Regions from separate parts of the Mus musculus genome. Here regions 2 and 3 are each linked to region 1. Evidence: chromatin contacts called from public HiChIP or PLAC-seq data. All regions are on one chromosome and are shown on one strand. The core of a region is the stretch at or near the end of the contact, and the rest is flanking DNA. Distances in the headings are between cores, read along the strand shown. Region 1 holds the start of Dpf3 (D4, zinc and double PHD fingers, family 3). Region 2 holds the start of Papln (papilin, proteoglycan-like sulfated glycoprotein). Region 3 overlaps Rgs6 (regulator of G-protein signaling 6).

The links. HiChIP or PLAC-seq counts read pairs in DNA pulled down with a chosen protein or histone mark.
Region 2: a contact with region 1 is called in an H3K4me3 HiChIP or PLAC-seq map of embryonic stem cells, with 4 times the contacts expected there. The contact joins the promoter of Papln here to the promoter of Dpf3 in region 1. A contact is called at or near these places in 1 of 15 datasets of contacts at CTCF or cohesin (embryonic stem cells), 2 of 484 Hi-C or Micro-C datasets (both in embryonic stem cells) and 1 of 115 datasets of contacts at active chromatin or transcription factors (embryonic stem cells).
Region 3: an H3K4me3 HiChIP or PLAC-seq map of embryonic basal ganglia shows a contact between it and region 1, with 7 times the contacts expected there. The contact joins the enhancer-like site here to the promoter of Dpf3 in region 1. A contact is called at or near these places in 2 of 39 promoter capture datasets (both in embryonic stem cells), 1 of 15 datasets of contacts at CTCF or cohesin (large pre-B cells), 5 of 484 Hi-C or Micro-C datasets (the HL-1 cell line, bone marrow-derived dendritic cells, embryonic stem cells and 2 more), 15 of 115 datasets of contacts at active chromatin or transcription factors (craniofacial prominence, embryonic basal ganglia, embryonic forebrain and 10 more) and 3 of 9 other capture datasets (adipose tissue, liver and pancreatic islet).

Annotation. Positions count from the first base shown.
Region 1 is chr12:83,484,111-83,489,233 of GRCm38.p6, reverse strand. Dpf3 (D4, zinc and double PHD fingers, family 3) reads left to right here and starts at 1,498. Exons shown (of 11, transcript NM_001267625.1): 1 at 1,498-1,557. The coding sequence starts at 1,526.
Region 2 is chr12:83,762,355-83,766,761 of GRCm38.p6, reverse strand. Papln (papilin, proteoglycan-like sulfated glycoprotein) reads right to left here and starts at 3,128. Exons shown (of 27, transcript NM_130887.3): 1 at 3,046-3,128; 2 at 548-610. The coding sequence starts at 604.
Region 3 is chr12:83,042,006-83,046,875 of GRCm38.p6, reverse strand. The region is part of intron 3 of Rgs6 (regulator of G-protein signaling 6); the gene reads right to left. Among named protein-coding and RNA genes, the nearest start is that of Gm31187, 38 kb to the left of the region's middle. Within about 2 kb of position 2,040, at least 39 of the 459 cell types and tissues checked have an H3K27ac peak or open chromatin away from gene starts, as enhancers often do. A contact at or near this core is called in embryonic basal ganglia, forebrain, neural progenitor cells and 2 more, where this site is marked.

The DNA of each region.
Region 1 (5,123 bases), core at 249-2,748:
CACCATTGTACCTGGTTCTGTTTAGAATTCATTAATGCCAGTTTTCTCAACATGAGACTCTGTAACGAGAAGAGAGGGTGGGAGAACATCACCCTACTAGGCAAACAAAGAGTTAAATATTTCCAGTCTGCACGCACAGACTCACTCAGCTTTGCTGGGCTTATCTGTAACTCTAATAGTGAATGGAGCTGGAATCTGAAAGTTCTGGACTGCTTTGTAATTGTATTTTACTTTATTCATCGAGAGTCGTAAAAGGCGAGAGCAGGTGGAATTGTGAACTGCAATTCAGCATCTCTCGGTTTCCTTTTCACTTCCCAGCCCCCAGCTATTTGACCTGATTAAACAGCCAAGGGGGCCATAGCCCGGCTTCTATAAGCTAACGATGCCTGTGCCCTCTAAGTGATTTCATGAGTTTTCGCCCACTCCGAGTCTCCCTGTGCTCCGTGGAAGTCTGAGTTCGCAGAAGTCTCTCAGTTTCTTCTGGGGTTTATCAGATTCTGAGCAGCCGCATACTGGGGAAGCCAGGAGTCACGTCTGAACATTCACTTGCAAATTCTTTTCACCTCCTATCTTAGTCCAGAAAGGTGACGCCTGAATTCTCAGAGCCGTTCCCAGAGGGGACTCAGGCAACACCTACCTCAGGCTCTAACAATTTTTGCATAGTTACTGACTTCCCTAGCTGCGTTTCCTAAAGTTGCCTCAAAATTTCCCCAACCTTCTGCCTAAAAAGCGCCAGGTCTCACTTCGCTCCCAAGCTGGCCATGTCAGATCAGTGTGAATCGTTGACAGTGGAGAACGGTGGTCGTAGGGGACCGCGCGGAGTGACCACCCGTGAATTACGTAACAAAAGCCGTGGCTGTCCGCAAGCCTGACACTGAGACATTCCAGGAGGAAGGGAGTTGCTGTCCTGGACTCTCCAGTTCTCAGAAACCGCCCGGGGAAGGTGGCTGAGATCAAGAAAACACTTCGGGAACAAGAATATTGAACAGCCGCGGAACCCAGAACATTATTAGCAAACAGTGGAACACGAGTAGTAATTTCTTGGAGGAAACTGCAGCCTTCCAACTTTTTGCACTGCAACACGGTGGTGTACAAGGAGCTCGGGGGTTAAAAACCGTGATTTACAAAGCCCAGAGCTAATGAATGGGGTTAAGTGGTTTTGTTGGCACTATGTAAATATTCTTGTCCAGGAGCGCAAACTCTGCAGTTATTTAGCAAAGTAGGGACTCCAACTAAGCGAGAATGCTCTCCCATGTTGTCTCCACGAGTTCCAATCTAAAAGGGCGCTACTAACACGGTACTGCCCCTTTAAGACCTGCTCGCTCTCGGGCTCTACAAAAGGGAGTGACCTCTGGGCTTTGACAGCTCCCCTAATAACTACCACCACGCAGGCCCCGCCCACTTGGCGACCAGCCGCGCCGATTGGCCGGTAGGCCGGTATCCCGTGCTCTGATTGGCCTGCCGCTTCCCCTGAGCGAACCTTTAGAACTCTGAGACAGACAATATTCTGTTACATTGTAGCAAAATGGCGACTGTCATTCACAACCCCCTGAAAGCGTAAGTAAGACTAAAAAATGTACATATTCCGCGTGGTTTCAATATGAAAAAAAGGCGCCTTGTGGAGCGCAGCCGGCGCCCGGCTCTCGCAGACACCTCCCGCTGCGCCCGGGCTCCTCTTTTCTTCCTGCTCTTACTTCTTCATCTTTTTTTTTCCTCCCAGCGCGCAGAAATGTCAGGAGATGCAATTAACAAAAAGAAAATTGTTACATTTGTGTTCTGCTTAATTGGCTGACCGGGACCGGGAGGGAACACAGAGCGGCGGCGCCGGCTCAGGAGCTGCGGGGGTCGTGAGCAGCCCGGGTCTTCACGGTTCTCGGAGTCCCCTGCCTCTCCCGGCGCCGCGCGGAGCTGGCTGAGGCTGGCCAGAGCGCGGGGTTGGCTGAGCCTGGCCGGAGCGCGGGGCAGAGACCGCGTCGTGCGCTCGGCTGAGCCCTGCACTCCAAGCCCGAACCTTCCCGGCCCCGCTGCTCGTCCACCCAGGCGGGCAGACGGACCGCAGCGGCTGCGGAGTTTTGCAGGGCGTTCGCTCTGCCTTCCGAGCTCTCGCAGGGAGTTTGTGTAAACCTTCCGGAGTTGGGAGGACAGCGCGCGGAGCGGCGGGTCCCGGGAGTCCTGGGGCCCAGGTGCTTGCCCCGGGCTTTTCCACTCCGGCAGCCGGGGATCAGGCAGGCGCTCCGGGCGGTCGCCGGTGTGTCTGTGTATTTGTAGGCTAACTGGCTCTAGTAAATTAACGATCCGGGTTAACTTGGGGTTGATATGGAGGCAGGGAAACTGCAGGTCTTATAAATGGTGTGCTTGCCTGCTCTGGGTGAAAAGCCGAGGCGGTGGAGGCGGCGGTGGAGGGCTCTGGCGACAGCGAGGGGCAGGTGCCTCCCGGAGACTTTGAGCGGACACAGGGGGGCGGGCTGCGCAAGGACTCGCGGGGGCCGGTTCCCGATCGGAGCTGCCTGCCCGCCGGTCTTCCTTCCTTCCTTCCTTCCTTCCTTCCTTCCTTCCTTCCTTCCTTCTTCCAGTCGGTGGACTGAATATGAAGCCGCAAGTCCGCGGGTGATCGCGGAGCCGGGGGTGGCCTCGGAAAACTAGTGTGGCTCTCAAGGGGCGCTATTGGCAGGCATGTTGGCAGAGGGTGGATCCTTGGGAATCGCGGCGCGGCGTGGGCACCCAGTGGGTGCCCGGTGTACTAGGACTTCCCCGCCCTGATGAAAGCCAGTGGGAGTCGGAGGGTGAGCGTGGGTGTTTAGTGCCAATTCTTCCCGGTGTGTGTCAGTGGTCGATCTTGGCTCTTTTAGCTGCGCGCTACAGCGTCCCTGGCTATGGGAGTCGAAAACACCGTTCGCTTTGGGGAGCAGCAGGGCGGCGGCGAGAGAGTGTGCGTGGGATTCCTAGTGCCAAGAAACCCGTAGGGAGAACCCGCTGCGTTTGCACCAGCCAACAACCAGGAATAGGGCAGGGATGTCCCAGATCTTGGAGTTTCCATGAGATATTGCTGTAAAGACGGAGGCTGAGCTTGATGCGAGTTCCTGGCTCCCGTTCTCGTTCGGAAGCTCAGCTACTTTGCACTCGCGACAGCGTCTCACCGAAGAGAGAAATTGTTTTATGGCAGAAGAAATGGGCGTAACTTCCCCGCTCCTCGCCGACTCCCGCCGCCACACCGCTGGGGCTGGGAGTTTCTCCAGAACCCACACACAGCTGATTTGCAATTTCCTCATTTCCAGCCGAAATCACGTAGCCGAGCTGATGCTGCTTGGTAAACTCAAGTCGGAGAGATCTATTTGCTATGTGTACAGGGTTCTTCATTGGCAAAGCGGCATCCTTGATGCCCGGGAGCGGGCTTACGCTCGGGCGCGCGCAGGAGCTCCACACTCCTGGGTCCCCCAGATCTTTCCACTTTTTTTTTTTTTTTCCACAGAAGAGTGCATGTATAAGAAATTGTGGGGGAGAAGGAACAGAGAAGCTAGAAGGTGGCCAATCAGTTAATAGAACTAGTTCAGATTTACACTTGTATCCCTTAATAATTGGAAATACTTGCCGTGGGATGCATTTGTAACTCCGTCTTGGCTCACGCACGCGGACGCTCACACAACACCCCTGTCTGCCTTTCCTCAGAGGAAGTCGAATGGTCACTTATAATTAGCCGCCCCCTTTTGCATCCAGTCCTCTTCCCCTGAGGGCTAAGGGTGTAAATAATAACCCCAATCGGTCAAGCTATTTGCACCCTGGACATTTTAAAAACTCCGCACGCAGGAGCACACACATCGTTACCGGGAGACTGAGGCCATCTGCTTTATTATTATTATTATAAAAACAACTTGTTTAATAAAACATCTTATACATGCCATTTGTTTCTAGAAGTTGCTGATCAGGAAACAAAACACACGTGAATAAATTATGCATGGGCCAAATTAGAACAAAGCATAGCAACCCAGCAAGCTGAAGGGATGGATGGGGGGGGGGCAGGGAGGAGGAGGAGTGAGGAGAATGGCTTGGAGAGCTTATGTGTTTATCCTTGTGTGCCCCTCCTGACAATGAACCGGAGCTCCAAACTGCATTAGCATTTTCTCCGGGTGCAAGCAGTCTTTCTCGTCTTAAAAAGGCAACATCACGGACGCCCCCTACAGAAGAAACTGGTCACACAAAGATTTCCTCTTGGGCCTGGGGATAAGCAGCAGTAGTTACGGTGTTGGGAAGAAGCCAGCTCGGGTTTCTTTCATGCCACCCTGTGTAGGGCTATGCCTTAGACTGTGGGTCACTTTTCATCTCGCTAGCTTTTTTTCCACGTGGGGCATTCAATTATTCAATTCGCTGGATGACTGGATGGCTCAACTTGAATTTCTTTGCTTTGCGTGGGTTGGGGGTGTCTTCTGTAAGGTCCCAAGCGCCTGAAAACAGCCTTTCTTGGTAGTTTGCCTTTCTTCCTGGCTGTCTTTGATCTCCCCTCAACTCCCCTTTTCTTCCTGGTTGCTCTCACCCCTTTATCTCCGAAGCTGACAGTCTGGCTTCTCCATTTTAGCCTTTAACTTCTTGTTACTGCCCAACAGGGTGTTAGAGGCAGAAACAGGAGCTGCCAGGCCAGATTCGATCAGACAGGGACTCTGCAGGTGGCCCTACAGCCAAGCAGTCACATCTGGACAAATAGAATTCAGAGGCACTGACGGACATGTGTGATGTGTAAATGTGAGTTGCCTGCTATTTAAATTAGCAGCTACACTGTCTGAGTGCAGACTGTTGGAGTCATCCTAAACTCCTGTGTACACAGAAAGTGAACAGGGATAGATTTGATAAAGGCACACGTATAAGTTACATGTTGTGTACTTGTCAATTTCTGTATACTTGGTAAATAAAATGCCTAAAATTTAAAAAATTACCTATCTTAGGTGGCATGGTGGCACATGCTTTTAATCCTAGCACTCAGGAGGCTGAATTTGTGTCCAGCCTAGTCTACATAGTGAGTTCTGGGCAGCTAGAGCTACATAGAGAGGACCTATTTAAAAAAAAAAAAGTTACTATTTGATGTGTGTGTGTCTTGAGCAGGTGAGGTGCTGGAGTGTGTGTGTGTGTGTGTG
Region 2 (4,407 bases), core at 1,879-4,378, 280 kb before region 1:
GCCTTGTTCCTTGGGCTTCCCTCATGAAAACTGATACCTGATCACCATTCAGCTTCCAGAATCCACCCTCGAGGTTTGCTCTAACCTGATAGCCATAGCCACCTCTAGTTCGAATTAAGCTCAAATCAACGCCAAAAGCTCCTTGGTTGTGCACATTTCAACTGTCCAAGAAACACATGGACCTTGTGGCCGCCTCCTGAACCTCAAAGAGAGGGAGAACATTTCAGCCATCTCCTTCAGGCAGAGGTTGGTGGGCTGTTCCCGGCGGCACATCTTTTCTCAATTAAAGGGAAGACGTCATGGTGAACGTTCTGTGACATTAGCCAGAGCCCAGTAGACTGGACTCCTCCTCAGCAGGCAGGAGAGCTAAGAGGAAACATTGGCTCCTGCAGACTGCCGTGTCCAGTTAGGGACCTAAGCACTCCAGTCAGATCTCCATGGTGCAGGAGCTGGGGAGCTGTCGGCTCAATTCTTCTCGCCAAGTCACACTGCTCTTCTCCCTCCTCTCCTGAAGGAACCTCCCAGGCCCTGACAGGGCTGCACTCACCCAAGACCCTGGAGTGGAGGTCAGCAGCAGCGAGAACAGGAGAGGGAACAGCTGCATCTCTGCCTGCAGGAGAAGCCACTGGTTAGAGCCAGAGGGGACATCACAGCTACCCAGAGTGGTGGGTGAGTCGCATAGTCTTGCTATGTGTGTCACATGTTCCTCCCACTGGGCTTGCTGGGAGCGCCACCGTGGTCACTAAACTACACGCCATGCCACTCACTCAGGAGGAAGAGGCCTGTTTGACAGCAGACAGAAGCCCAGGAAGAATTTGTTTGGGAGTTCCAGGGGGCAGAAGAGTCACTGAAAACCCTGCTATGCTGTTACAGAACTGAGTCTGCAATCAAAGTAACCTGACTGTTCAGCTCAGTAAGAATTTAAAAGGCTGGGCTGGCGAGATGGCTCAGTGGTTAAGAGCGCCGACTGCTCTTCCGAAGGTCCCGAGTTCAAATCCCAGCAACCACATGGTGGCTCACAACCATCCGTAACGAAATCTGATACCCTCTTCTGGGGTGTCTGAAGACAGCTACAGTGTACTTACATATAATAAATAAATAAATAAATAAATAAATCTTTTTAAAAAAAAAAAAAAAAAGAATTTAAAAGGCCAGCCTTTAATCCCAGCACTTGGGAGGCAGAGGCAGGTGGATTTCTGAGTTCGAGGCCAGCCTGGTATACAAACAGCCAAGGCTACACAGAGAAACCCTGTCTTGAAAAACAAAAACAAAAACAAAAGAATTTAAAAGGCCGTTTCATTCCCTTTAAAGACAACTAATAAAAATAGATTTGCAGACAGGTTTTCATTACTCAAATTAAGTGGTGTGTGTGTGTATGCGCGCGCATGTGTGGTGTGAGTGTGAGTGTGTGGTGTTGCGTGGGTGTGAAGACCAGGGTTGATCACTGGTGTCCTCCACAGCTGCTCGGCTCCCTTACTTTTTGAGACAATGTCTTTGAACCCATAGCTCTGCTTTTTCTACTAGGCTGGCTGGCCAATTAGGTAGGAGGGATCCGCCTCCTCTCTCCTCCCACCCAGGGCTGGGGTTACAGAGCTTGCTGCAGGTCTGAATGCTTGCACAGCAAACAGTTCACTGACAGAGCCATCTTCCCAGCCCCCCACTACCCAAAAATAGTCCCAGCTACTGAGATGCTGGATACCCATTCACTACAATACCACTAGAGCCCAGGAGTTCAAGGCCAGTCTGGACAAAAAGGCTCAGCCCAAATTCAACTGCTTTTAAAATCTAAGTGCAAATCTTGGGGTACATGCTTAACTATGCCGAGACCCCTCAGCACCCATCCATGTTCTCTCTCTCTCTCTCTCTCTCTCTCTCTCTCTCTCTCTCTCTCTCTCTCTTCCTGTTTTAAAACCAAAAAGCCAACCCTTGCCTGCACAGGATCACCTCCTTCAGTCTTCACAAGGAGAGTACGCCCGCTTGAACCCAGAGTTGTGTGTAGGGTGTGCACATGTGCGGGCATAGCACTCTTATGAGCATGCGCACATTAGGTGTCTGCATAGTGCGGGGTGTGCTCGCGTGTGTGCACATGTTTCTGTATCAGAGACACGTAAGCAGTGTGCAGTTCAGTACAGGACATTAAACAAGCGCTGACAGGTATGTTAATGTTAAAATCTGTAATTCTAACTGATGTTCTGAATTCTTTTTACAATAAAACAACTTGCAGTCGTTTTATAGGTATGAAATATCGCGTTCAAAAGCCACGTTCAGCAAAGTTTACACCAGCATACGCATGGATGTAAGCCCTGGCTAATTTGTCACAGTCAGCAAGTCATTCTAATCACAGACTGCTGGGGAGAAGGTTGGAAGGGGGTCTAGTGCGCACTTGAGATGTGGGGATGCTGGGGGCAGCAGAGATCAAGGACTGACTGATGACGGGACTGGGAGGCGGGCGGGCGGACTAGCCTGAATGATGAACGTGACCAGAGGGAGACTGAAGAACTCAAGAGCTCCAGTCACTACTGCAGGCGCTGCCCAGACCTGCGACCTAGTGTGTCTGCGATTCCAAAGTCCGGAAAGCTTGATAATGTTCCTTCCTTCAACCTAAGGCCACCCGTGCGGGTCAGGATGACTCTTCCAAACCTGACCTGGGCTGGTGCCCTGTGACCCCAGGGGCACTGAGGCGCGGTTCCTACGGGGGCCCTGGGTGCCTGGCAGGTGCTGGCTGTGGCCTGGAACATCGCCAGGAAGTGCGCTGGCTCTGCAGGCTTCACCCGGGCAGTACAGAGGAGGCGGGGGCGGGGGGGGGGGTATGCTGTTCCAGGAGAAGAGCAGCTGGACTGCGGGGACCCGATTACCCGCCACTCCCCACCCCGGGCTCCAGATGTAGAGCTGAGACCCTCCTCAGTGCTCACGCAGCCACCTCACAGCCAGATCTCCCATGGTCTCTCACTTCCACGCCAACCACTACCTACAGGAGCCAGGCGGGGCAGAGGCCTTCAGATGCCCGGGGCGTGCCCTGCCCAAGGCGCCCGCTTGCCTTCCTACCTGTCTCTTGAAGCCCTGGAGCCGCCTTATCGGTGCCCAGCCTGGGTCAACTGTCAACTTCTCCAGCACCGACTACGAAAGCCAGGGGAGGGGAGGTTGGACTTTCTTTCCCCGCGGCTGGCTGGTTTCCTCCCCGCCCCATCTTCCCCCACCCAGTCGGCTGACACCCACCTCCAATCCCTGAAGGAGCACGGTGCCCCCACCGAGAGGCCCCGGGTACCCAGCATTGCCCCATGCCTCCTCCTTTTGGGTTCCTGCCAAGGCTTTGCTTATTCTTAAAACCTGTGGGCTCTGGGTCTTGGGTCTGAGCCAGCCACCTTTTCAGTCCCACTTCCGGTGCCCCAAGCTCTCCAGGTCTTTGTCAAAACCCCTCCTCGCTACACCAATCTCGCACCGACACACCTGGGTGTCCAACCACCTTCTGAATTTTATACTTTGGCTACAATCAGTTCACATTCACAGACAGACAGACAGACAGACAGACAGACAGACAGACAGACAGGAGAGAGAGAGAGAGAGAGAGAGAGAGAGAGAGAGAGAGAGAGAGAGATTCCCCATCACTATGAATTTACCTCATCCCTTTCCCGCTTTTGAAGCCTCTCCACTCACTCCATCCTGATCCTAGCGGCTGCAATTCCAATGGAGCATGGCAGTAAAAATCTGTGTAGATCGGCTGTGAGTTGAGGCTGGGTAACCACTGTAGCCACAGCCCTGGGCACCAGCTAGCATCAGAGCTATAGGCTCTTACCACTTCCACTTGTGGCAAATTTAATTTCCTTCCTGCTTTTACACCACCACCACCACAGTACCCCCCCCCTCCACACACACACAAATCAAGACATTTCCTTGCCAAACATTCCTTTTCAGAAAACAGAGTTTATTCATCCCTAGAAAAGGGCCTTGGCCCCGGGCCTGTGGAGGTCACAGAAAGAAGCGGGGCTCCTTGCTGACCCTGACCCTGTCACTTCTCTGGCTTTTCTGCCTCCTTCAGAGTTGGGTTGGTGTTTGCACTGAGGGAAGCAGGAAGCTCTTTATATTTCCCAGTGCAGGAGGGGACAGAGACCTGGTTTCAGGGCCCAGGAACACGGGGATTCTTGGATAAAGATGAACTTGGCAGCAAAGGGAGTGATGTGACTTAGAACCTCCCTAGAAAAGGAAAATGTTTCTTCACTCACAATCGACACACACACACACCGCACCACCACCACCCCCCCCACCCCCGCCTCCATCTCCGACCTTCCTGAACTAGGTCAAAGGTCCTTGTTAAAAAAAAAAACGGCAGGAAAAGGTTTCTCCTACTGCAGAAGGCTGGGGCAGCTACGAAGCAACCTTTTCTGATGGTTTTGGTTTGAGGGCTCCTTT
Region 3 (4,870 bases), core at 791-3,290, 440 kb after region 1:
CCCATTCATTTCAGCTGTGAGTCCATTCTGAATCAACATGCCTCTGGGTCTGCAGTAGACACTTCGGAGTCTTCACTCGCAGCGTCTCCATTTTGCTTCGGGCCCCAGCTACCTTACATATCCAACCCCCACCCCTGAAGAAGGCTGTGAACCTACTATACTAATTATAGGCGTGGGTAGAATGACCTATACCACGTCCTGATCTGGCCTGTGAAAACTCCTGTGTGGGCCATGCACACCTCCCAGACCCTTCCCTTAGTTCTCTGGGAGACTGAGTGAAACAGACACACAGTATGGATGGGGTCGTGGATCTCACCATGAAAATGTAGGACTCTTTGGGGTCCTCGTGAGAGGCATTATCTGTGTTTGGAATAAGCCCAGTTCTTAGGGACTCACGAACTCCCTGCCCGGCAGTGTGCTCTAGGGTAAGTCACGCTTGAACAGAAATTCTTCCTCTTGGTTTTGTCTTCTGGTGACAGAACAGTGAACCTGAACCCAGACCTCATTACTCTGAGACCATCCTGTCAGATTTTGGTCAGTCCTCCGATCAGTCATCAGTGTTCCAGTGTGGCAGACCTGCATTCATCCCATGGTTTGGTCTGGAGCCCCTTGCCATGGGCCACAGTCCCTGAACAAACTCCCTTTTACTATCTTCCTTTAAAAAGATGCACCTAGAACCAAGAGCAGCTTAGCTCACACAGGAGTGTGTAGAGAGCAGGGGAATCCCTGAGGGAGTGTGTATTATTGATGTGCCAAGGTCCCCAGTAGCTCAATTCTGTGGAGCTGGGAAAGCCTTCTTCCTGACGAGGCTCAGAAGCACAGCAAAGTCTTCTTTGTGGGGAGGGGGCGGTCCAGGTCTAAACTTCCTTTCTTAGGAGTTTACAGATGGAGACAGTCCCTTACAGAGATCTCTTACCGAGACTAGCTATCACTGCTCCCTGGGCGATACGTAACAAACACAGAGAGAGAGAGGATCTGGGTCGCCAGGGTGGTCAGTGCAGCTCCATCAGAGTACACACAGCCCCACCTGACCCAGCTTTTGGGTACTGATATCTCTGTGTTGGTTCTCATTCGTTTGCCTCTATAGTCAGGATTTTAGGATCCAGGCCTCCAGGTACATCACAGGCATGCAGGAACCCAATATCTGCAAGATTCCAAATATCTGATCTACCCACCATGTCACCCGAAGATTTCATTTTACACAGACCTCTAAACATGGCTTTATCATACTTTGATAGAAAATGGGTTCAAAGGAACAATATTTCCAGATCTGAGTCGAGAGCAGGTCTGAAACCCTGGTGTGTGTGTGTGTGTGTGTGTGTGTGTGTGTGTGTGTGTGTGTGTGTGTGTGTGTGAGGGAAAGCAGGCAGGGGAGGGTAGATTAGATTAGCAGGCTAATCGCTGCCTGGCTAGCTTCCCAGACAGGTGAATGAGATCCAACAGAGGAATTTACTGAGACACTCTTTTTTTGAGAATCAAAAATTTCAGACATTTGATCATTAGACTAGAAGTGAGATCTCTGATGGCGGGACAGCCTGGACCTTTGGTGTCTGATTTCTGTGTGGCTCAATGCCAGTGCCTTGGCGCTGCCAGGGCTTTACCCTTGTCCTCATGGGCTTTGCCTGGGGTCAGCCCTCATTGACAATTCCATTTCCTCACATGTCAGCCTCTAAGGCAAGACTAGGAAGCTTCCCACCCGAGCTTCCGGACCACATCTATGAGCCGAAACTGGATGTAAAAACACTTCAATCCGTTCCCATCCTTTGAGAGGGCGTTCACTTGTACCTCCGTGGGTACGTGTGTGCGCATGCTCATTTTCCCCCCACATCGCAGAAGTTCTGTTATTTGTTCTAGGAAATGCAGAACAAAACAGACATCAGCTAAGAACTGTAATCCCAAACTGGGGGTGGGGGAGAGACACTAACCTGTTCTTTTTTTTTTTTTTTTCCTTAAAGAAAAATAGTTCTTTTCTGTGGGTTGCCTGGAAACCGAGAGGCTTCCAGGATCACTCCGACTCTCCCCGGGGCCTGTGGATTATCTTTCCGCTGAGCTTGCTCAGCCATTATTTATCACCTGCCAAGATTGATTGCTCACTCTGGGACAATGACAGCCCTTCCTTTCCCCTGTTAATTACTGTCATCATTAATATCCATGTCACTAATTAGTATTCATTCACATTGAAACTCCTTCCCTGCTCTCCTACCCACCCTCCCCAGGCCCCAGGCCCATTGTCTGGATTTCTAACCCTCTTTGGCACTCAGTTTCTGGTCCAATTTTTCTCTGGCTCTACCAAACCCTGGTCACCTTCACTGAGCTAAAGGATAGCAATTAAGCACTTTTCTCCTCCCACTAACACTTTGGGGACCACAGAGCTGGGTTTTGTGTCCTGGTATAGTGACACTGGCAGTTGCCATGTGGGGATTAAGCTGCTATTCTTGGCTATCCTGGGTAAGGATACTTTATCTGCTGTTCCGTCACTGTCTCTCACACACAGTGGGTACCATTCTGTGGCCTGCGGCAAGCATGCTGGAGGATGCTTAGGGATGGGTCCGCTTCCCCCTCACTGCTTTTTAGGAGTGCTATTTCCTGCTTCTAAGGACTGACTGATCCACAAATGGCCTACCCCAGCTTTGGGGCTGGAAATGAACCACTGTGGTTCAGCCCCACAATAAGCAGGAAAGGCAAATATGTCATAATATTATGAAAGTGCTCCAACTAGGCATGTTATAGCCAGATGGGAACAGTCCACACAGCAACGGGAGCAAGCATTTGCTTTTAATTTTTCCTCTCTCTCCACCAACTCCAGCGACTGTCCTTTCCTTTCTCTCCACAAAAGAATTTGAAGAAGATTCATTTCTGTTTCATCGGAAAATAACTGCTGCCTTCTGTTTCCACTGTTGGTTTTTAGAGCTTACCTTTGTAAGACGCCCTGCAGGGACTTACAGACTGATAACACGGCACAGTGTAACACACACAGCGGAGTTACTCTGTTCCCTAGAGCCCAAGACACTGACCTAGAAGCTGTCTTCCTGAGGCCAATTGCATCTCTCTCTCTCTCTCTTTCTGTGTTATGTACATGCTATGTGGGTGCGTGTACAAGTATTTTACACATGCATTTGTATGTCAGAGATGAATGCACACACCTCCTTCAGCTACTCTTTACGTCATTCTTGAGACAGGGCCTCTCTCTCTCTCTGTCTCTGTTTCTGTCTCTGTCTCTCTCTCTGAGACAGGATTTCTCTGTGTAGCCCTGGCTGTCCTGGAACTCACTCTGTAGACCAGGCTGACCTCAAACTTGGAGATTCGTCTTCTTCTGCCTCCTGAAAAGTAAGGTTTCTTATTGAATCTGGAGCTCATCTACTCAGCTACGCTGTCTGTCTGTCTGTCTGTCCAGTGAGCTACAGGAATCTACCTATGTCTGTTTTCCCAGTACAGGAATTATAGGCTCATGGTCATACCCAGCTTTAAGTGGGTTCTAGAGATCTGAACTCATGTCTCACACTTGTGTGACAAACACCTTAGCAACTGAGCCATCACTCCAGCACCACTAAAAGTAATTTAACAACTCACAATACAGGAATATGCATTACACCAGAGTACTCAAGAACCTTCCACTGCTTGCGTACTGTATCCCTGTATGTAAGAATATGTTTATGACCAGCAGTTACATGCTGTGCTTCATGTGTGCTGTAGTATGCCTTTCTACTGTATCTTTTACATATAAACATATTTATTGAAAGGGCATCAGTATAAAATTCTTCTAACAAGAAAGGAAGTAAACCATGACTCATTCATGCAATAAATATTTATTGAACTACTATTCTGATTGGAAAATACCACATCAACCAAGAATACTGTCCTAGCCAGGGTTTCTATTCCTGCACACACATCATGACCAAGAAGCAAGTTGTGGAGGAAATGGTTTATTCAGCTTACACTTCCACCTTGCTGTTTATCACTAAAGGAAGTCAGGACTGGAACTCAAGCAGGTCAGGAAGCAGGAGCTGATGCAGAGGCCATGGAGGGATGTTTCTTACTGGCTTTCTTCCCCTGGCTTGCTCAGCTTGCTCTCTTATAGAACCCAAGACTACCAGCCCAGGGATGGTCCCAACCACAGTGGGGCCTCCTTCCTTGATCACCAACAGAGAAAATGCTCCACAGCTGGATGTCATGGAGGCATTTCCTCAACGGAAGCTCCTTTCTCTGTGATAACTCCAGCCTGTGTCAAGTTGACACACAAAACTAGCCAGTACAAATATATAGGGTGAAATGATATTCTTTACAGCAGAAAAATTCCTATTTTATTAATCACACACATATATAAGCACATACAGACATGAAAAAGAACAGTTCTGGAAATAATGTGTTAACTTTAGGCTATCTTGGACAAAGGAGAGTTATCAAACTATTCATTTCTGAACTATTTTAAGCTCACAGAACATTCTATATGCTTTACAAAGAAATACTTTTTATTTTCAATAGTGGAGAGGCAAGAAGTAGCCTCTTGCTAAGTATGGTGGTACACACCTTTAATCCTAGCAGGGGCAGAGGCAGGCAAATCTGTGAATTCAAGACTAGCCTGTTCTACAGAATGGGTTCTAGGACAATCAAGGTTACACAGAGAAAGAAACCGTGTCTCGAAAAACAAACAAACAAACAAACAAACAAACAAACAAACAAACCAGCCTTATAGACCAAAGTAGATGGAAGTAAAAGGGACTCGGAGTAGCTTCTTCTGTTTTGGAAAACCGGATATCAGTGAACAAAGACAGGTGTTGCTGGGCTAGGACTTTGTTGTTGATACTTGTTTTGAGACAGGGTCTCCTGTAGCCCAGGCTGGCCTGTAACTGGGATGACCAAACTCCTGGGG